Regions from separate parts of the Zea mays genome. Here region 2 is linked to region 1. Evidence: chromatin contacts called from public Hi-C data. All regions are on one chromosome and are shown on one strand. Each heading gives the region's core, a stretch centred on a gene start, on an enhancer-like site or on the middle of the called end of the contact. The rest is flanking DNA. Distances are from core to core; before and after follow the strand shown. Region 1 holds the start of LOC100284886. Region 2 holds the start of LOC100281046.

Region 1 (3,555 bases), core at 720-3,219:
AGTTCGTTGTAGGTCATTGGATCATTCGTCGTAGCGCAGATAACTCTGATCTTCTCTATAGGCGCGTGGACCTTCCGCCTGTAGACGACAAACTGTTTGTGATGGCGCAAAGGGATCTCAGGTAAACCTAGACCTCATCTCCTCAGAGTGTCCCTGTTGGGGATAAAAAATCATAGGGTTGATTCGGGATTAACATGCCACCCAAAGTGTCTATAGATGACATAGAGCCGAAGAGAGGAAAAGATTAATAGTGTGGGACTACAAATAGAGCTAGGCATGAAGACAAATAATATAGATATATTTGTTCGATTTGATTGTTCTCCTTCATATTAATAAGGAAAGAGGTTTGGACCTTATCGTAACTGAAATCCATCAAGACACCACAAAGAAACAAGGAATATCTCGCAACAAATCAAGACTCTCGCTCGAACAAATCTAATATTGGGTGGTCTGTCCTAACAAGCCGGACTATCAGAGGGTCGAACCATTTGATAGTACTAGTGCCGTCGAATTTGGTGTTTAACACCAAGCACCCTGACATATGGGTACTAAGTCCCCAATATGGCGAGTAACCCCTCTCGACTGACCATGTCTCTTTTTGTAAAAGAGGGGAAGAACTAGTTGTTTTCCCCTTGCTATCTGAGATGGCTAGGGTTAGAAATGAGTCGAGTCGAGCTTGGCTCAATGCGGCTTGCTAGCTAATCAAGTTCGACTTTGCTCGGCTCGCTCACTCAACGAGCTGCGTAAGGAGGCTTGGCTCGATGTTGGCTTGCGAGCCGGCTCGGCTCGACCCGCAAGCTGCACCTTTTAAAATAATATTGTATTATATATTGAATTAATAATCTATAAATGTAATATATAGAATCATCATTCTATATTGAGAGTAATCTAAATTAGAAATTGTCATATATTCATCATTCAAGATTAAAGAATGAATCAGACATTTATAATTTTGTTTAATATACTTCATTATTGTGTAGGTTGAATAATTTGGTGCACCTTGCGAGCTGAAATGAGCCGGCTTGGTTCGGCTTATTGCGCCGACGGGCTAAAAATTTAGGCTCGACTCGACTAGTTTATGGCTTCCAAGAGACTGACGACCCAAAGTAGTCCCATCGCCAGGGCTAGCGGTCCAATCGTTACCGCTGCCAATGACTCTCTAGCTAGCACCAATGGTCGCCTGCACAAGGCAACCCGCAAACCCACACGTCATAAAACCCACCAGGCAGTCTCACCATAGGATGTCATGGTCCCACCGTTAAGATGCACTAACACATTTCGTGTGTAGGGTAGTTTAAAATTCAAATCCCCTGTCATTTGAGGGGAATAAGGAAGAAATGAACTAATTTCCCTATTACTCCTTCATTTTTTTTTGTTTCGTTGGAATTGAATTCCATTTTAATAATTATAATTTAGACAAAACTAATTAAGTTTATATATTTATATATGTAATATATTTGTATATTATCCTAAATCATATGAGAGAGATAGTTATATACTACATTTATGTTATAGAGGCGCAAGTAGAAGAATATTCTATAAGTTGTACATCGAAAAAATAGCATGTAAATCTATAGAATCCATTTCAATCGCTCACCTCATGAATTTGAGGTAGGTTTATATGATAACTTTAGAAAGTGGTGGAATGTCATATTCTACAAAAGTAGTCTATTCCATTAGTAAGATTCCAATTCCTCGAAATGAAAGGAAACAAACGGGGCCTTAGGGAATTCGAGTTTTCAAACGTGGTCGTCCGGCCTATATCAGACATGGTCGGTCGGTTTTAAGCCCAAAGCACCCTCTGTTTTACTGGGCCACTGAATAGGTCCGATGGGACAAGTCCACTAGTGCATTCCATCTTCAAACAACTTGCTTCCAAGGCTCAACTCTCGTAGGCCAGAAGCCCACAACCATCAGCCCAGTGCTGACCAGAACCCGATGTCGTTCCTGTCTCGGTCAGCAGTTCCTTTTCCTTCCTCATGAAGGCGCCGCGCCGGCGTGGGGGCATCGATCGCCGCGCCGGTGATTCGGCGCACCGCCCTGCCCTGCCCGCCCAGCGGATTCGGTGCGGCAGACGTACGCGGACAGCCGGACCCGGACGCGATGTGAAGTGCGAACCCCAAAAATATTCCACTTGTCTTCCCCCCTCGTCGACCCACAGAACCTTCGACTCGTCGCCACTGGAGAAGTGGCTGGCTACCTCCGATTCAGCACGTAAAGAAAGCAAACCGCCCGCAGTTCCGTTCCGCAAGACCAGATCGCCCGCTTTTCTCCTCCGGTCCTCTCCTCCCTCCCCTCTCCCCTGAGCCCTGATCGAATCGATCCACGGTGCCGGCGGACGCCTCGACCCCTCCAGTTCCATCCAATCCGCCAGTGAACAGATGGCGTCGCAGTGGGCTGCTCCGCCGCCGGGCTACCCGGCCGGGCACGGGCAGGCGTACGGCGACCAGCAGCTGGCCACGCCGCCGCCTCAGGCAGCGACGGCCGTGGCCGTGACGGCGGCGAGCAACGGCGTGGGCAACCCCTACGTCGTCGTCACCCCCGCGTCTGCCGCACCGTCCACCTGCCAGAGTGCGCGCCTGAATCTGCTCTCGCTCATCCTTTGCGCCCCCCTTGAAGCAAGAGAAATCCTCAGCCTGCTTACGTGTTTTGTTCGCTTGGATGCGTCGTTGCAGCCGTCAGGAAGGCGCTGGGCCGCTACGGCAAGCTGCTCGAGGACGGAACCCGCAAGGCCGCCGACGCCACCGGCAACATCTGGCACCACCGTGCGTGCCCCATGCTTTGATCCTCTCTATCTCTCTCTGTCTGTCTCTGATCAGTTCGCCAATCGTCATGATACGCACGCTATGGCTTCCGATGTGTGACTTGCTGCTCCCCCTTGGCGGACAGTCCGGACGGCGCCGAACATGGCGGACGCGGCGGTGGCGCGGCTGACGCAGGGGACCAAGGTGTACGCGGAGGGCGGCCACGACAGGGTGTTCTACCAGACGTTCGGCGCCATGCCCGGGGAGCAGCTCCGCAAGGCCTACGCCTGCTACCTCTCCACCTCCTCGGGGCCCGTCATCGGCACGCTCTACCTCTCCACGGCGCGCCTCGCCTTCTGCAGCGACAGCCCGCTCTGCTACCAGGGCCCTGCCGGCCAGCCGCACGAGTGCATGTACTACAAGGCGAGTAGCAGCCTGCCTTTCAGTCGCATTCAGAAATTCAGTTCAGTTGCCTGCATCTTCTTCAGTTCCCTGTGAGTCGTAGACGACTGACAGAACAAAAAAAAAAAGGGTAACCATATGCGAAGTATACCTGCAGGTGGTGCTTCCTCTGAGCCAGGTGACATCCGTGAACCCTTCTTCCAGCATGCGCAACCGGGCAGAAAGGTACATTCAGATCAGGACCATGGATAACCACGAGTTCTGGTTCATGGGGTTCGTGAACTACGACAAGGCCCTCAAGAATCTCTACGAGGCCCTGCAGCACCGCGATGTCAGCGCCCACCAGCGCTGCTGATGCTGATCAGGCTTGGGTTAGGTCCGACAGTCCTACTGCTACTTATTTCGTCCA
Region 2 (3,555 bases), core at 426-2,925, 170 kb before region 1:
CTTTGAACCAGAGCTGTAAGCAAAGGTTTGCTTGCAGAGCTTGCAGCATGCCCTAGTGGCCCCACCTGCGACGGCTTCAATAGTGAAGTGCTCCCATACCAAAGACTTCTTTCTCCTGCGTCTGGTTCCAATAGTAGGAGTTGTCACCTCAGAAACAACTAGCTCATTTCCTTGAACCAAATCATCACCTTGGGACAGCTCTTCAACATGGACCAACTCATCACCTTGGATTGCCTCATTGCTGAGAGCAATCTCGTTATCTTGTGCCACCTGAGCGTCATTGGCAGTTTCCTCGGCCATCTTGATAGGCTACCCGCTGAACTTTTGAGATCTGTAAGTCATGGCAATGGTAAAATCAGGACATTGTGGAAGCGCGAAAATGACATCAAAATAGGATTCAATCTTTGAACATAACAGAACTGACAAATACATCATAGTTTCGCAACAAAAAGGCCTAGTAATAAGAGGAACTCGCACAACTCCAGTAAGTTGTATTATTATTAAGAAGGGAAATTTGGATCCATACCATTAAAAGATCACCACTTTGGATCCATACCATTACTATCTCACTTACATGTGGGTCCACATGAGTCAATGACATGTGGGGTCCATAGTATATATCTAAAGTTTGGATCTTTTAATGGTATAGATCCAATTGTTCCTATTAAGAATTAAGCACTACAACTTCCATCCTAAAATAGACGACGCTTTTGGTTTTTAGATATCATGTTTGGCAGTTTGTCTTATTCATTTTTTTACAGATAATAAAATAAACAAGTCATTATTAAACTATCTTTAATGATAAAATAAGTTATAGCAAAACAAATAATGCTTATAATGTTTTTAATAAGACATACCGTCAAACAAAATGCATAAAAGCCAAAAACGTATGCCCTTACTTCCTCAACCACTCGTATTCTTGAACAAGCTCATAAATCACCAAAATCCTAACTTTCTTTTCCTTGTTTAGACGAAACACTACTTGCTAGTGCCATCTTCAATTCGTGCGTGAGACACTGGAGCGCCATTGAGCTTGGGCTTTCACCATGCCATGGTTTAAGCTATAGAACTTCAAAGGGGGCTGCATGACACGGTTAAGCTACAGAGCTTCAGACCATGTCCACAGCTGCTCAAACCCTAAGCATCCTTGGTCTCGCAAGAATGTGCCACATGATTATGTACCCGCAAACTTCTGAATTCAATCACCTGAGCGTTTCCCAGTCGACACAGCTGACTGAGAATCAAAAGTCCGCTCGCCGCAGAGTTTTCCCCAAATTACTGCCATGGCGCATGGAGGAGACTACAGATCTCATCTGGCCCGCGGAACAGAACCTCGCGCCCCAAATTCGAAATCCTACTATGAACAGCAGCCACGGGAGCTCCTCTATGGCCTGGACTTGTAGACCGCACACCGACCGGTAAAATTTCAGGAAATCGGAAGAAATCCCAGCATGGCCCACTAGGCCCAAATCGGGACGGGCGAAAACCTTTCAAAATCGCGCTTAAACGCAGCAAAATAAAAGCCCACAGATTTAAACGGCCGCCACAGATCCGGCGGAATCTAGCCCAGACCATGCAGATCTAGGATGAACTCGCGAGCGCGAGGAAATCATAACGCCACCAGACGAGCTGGAGCAGGGGAGGGGAGGGAGACCGGGCGGACGAGTATGGCAACGGAGGAGCTTACTGCTTTCAGGAGAGGAGAGGAGAGAAGAGGAGGTGGTGGCCGAGATCGGAATTCCGGACTGCTAGGGCTCGGCCCAAGAAGCGCCCTAAGGCCGAGCAGGTGGTAGATCTGGTTTTTGGGGGAAGCGGGTTGTGGAAGAGAGCGAGCGAGTGGCAGACTGGCAGGTGAGGGAGACTTTGGGTGGAAAGGAAATGCGAAGCGGGGACAGAGAGCCGGGGCTGTGACGTTTCAATGGGCTCACGGTCACTGGTCGCGGCCCATCCCCTTCTCGCGTGCCCGTCCGTCCTTGCGTGCGAGGCATAGGAGACTGCCGGGCCGGCCATGCGTCGCCCCGGGTATTACTCTCGAAATTTGCTTATCGCAAACTAGGAACACATCGGTTTTCCGGATTTGTTGAACGTTATTAGTGTCTCCGTTAGGACATGTATAGCGAAGGGACATTAAAATAGTTCTCTAAATATCAGAGATAATTAAAAGACTTTAATAAACAATGAACTGTCTATAAATATAGTCTATTAATAAATACAGAAGTAAATATGCTGGTACAACATCGGATCGATAAAATAGACGACGAATTCGTATAATGAGAAGTGAGACGTCAGCAGGGGCGGAGCCAAGGGGCCCGGCAGGGGCCATGGCCCCTCCCAAGGCTGAGACACAAACAAGAGAATTATGTGTATATATAGTCTAAATTTTGTGTTTCTAAATATTTTTCTCTAAATTTTGTGCAACATAATTAATCAAGGGTTTAATATAGTGATTGGTAATACATGATTCATAACTTTGTTGTAGTATATGCTAACCAAAGTCTAAAAAAAGACAAAGAATATAAGATAAAATATTTGTTTAATGACCAATCGATGCTTGCATGAAACGTCAAACCTAATTCGCTTGTGACGATGGTATCTGAACCTCACCCCTTTATGATTCATCCTATCATCTGGCTAGGCAGCTATCGATTTCCGCTGACCACTTGACTTGTCTCTACCATAGCCCCACAACCAAGTCAACAAAGGTGATCACGCGAAGCAGCAGAATGAGCGTCAACAACTTATATACACAATACATTAGATCTTGTTGATAATAAAATCAACAGATTTTAACTAAAGTTGTCACCTGATAGTTGTGTGTACACGACAAATTTGACATATACCTGCCACCTGCGTAGGTTGACGAATTTTCATGGATCCTCGAGGCTTTAGATTTTTGAATTCTCTCACAATTTTGTTAGTTGCCCTCATGAATACTAGAGTCATTATATAGAAGTTGAATCTCATCCGTCGGATATTCATCGTTATGTCGTCTTTATTATTTTGGTATTGTTCTTGCGTCACAACTTTAGTTTAATATATCAATTAGTTAGAAAATGAACTCATGAACTAAAATAGTTTATGAACATCTAGAATTCTTATTACATATCGAGTGCTTAAACTTGATAATATTATACAATATTTTTTATCATATAATATTGATAAATTGATCGGTCCCTCTTATATCGTAATCCTGGCTCTATCCCAGGGCGTCTGTTGCTAATTAGGTTACGAGACAGAGACGTCTCTTCACGAAGAGACAACTCCACTTTTTTTTTGCAAATGCCCCCTTTAAACACCTTAAAAGACTCTACATTAAACATCATTGTACATACCCTTAGTTCTCTAGCTGTATATTTGGTTAACTGTGGCATCACATTTAGCTAAAAAGGGTTTGTATCTCTTTGCAACAAAGTACGTACGGCCAGCGCATGTTAATCTTTCGGTATATCCGTGCATATCTATGTTAATCTTCCAGCGTGTCCTTCTATAACTACAAATTACACCCTTACATCTCAGAGGAAGTCCTGCGGAAGAATCAATAACGAAAGATTACGA

The links. A called contact is a pair of places that touch in the nucleus more often than the background predicts.
Region 2: a Hi-C map of tassel shows a contact between it and region 1, with 1.6 times the contacts expected there. The contact joins the promoter of LOC100281046 here to the promoter of LOC100284886 in region 1. A contact is called at or near these places in 4 of 25 Hi-C or Micro-C datasets (ear, leaf, leaf mesophyll and 1 more).

What each region holds. Positions count from the first base shown.
Region 1 is chr5:8,850,823-8,854,377 of Zm-B73-REFERENCE-NAM-5.0, reverse strand. LOC100284886 reads left to right here and starts at 1,969. Exons shown (of 4, transcript NM_001157781.2): 1 at 1,969-2,571; 2 at 2,676-2,765; 3 at 2,890-3,167; 4 at 3,304-3,555. The coding sequence starts at 2,382. The coding sequence ends at 3,501.
Region 2 is chr5:9,024,194-9,027,748 of Zm-B73-REFERENCE-NAM-5.0, reverse strand. It overlaps LOC100281046, which reads right to left and starts at 1,675. Exons shown (of 2, transcript NM_001153965.2): 1 at 1,207-1,675; 2 at 1-331. The coding sequence starts at 300. LOC100383981 reads right to left here. Exons shown (of 7, transcript NM_001176594.1): 7 at 3,434-3,555.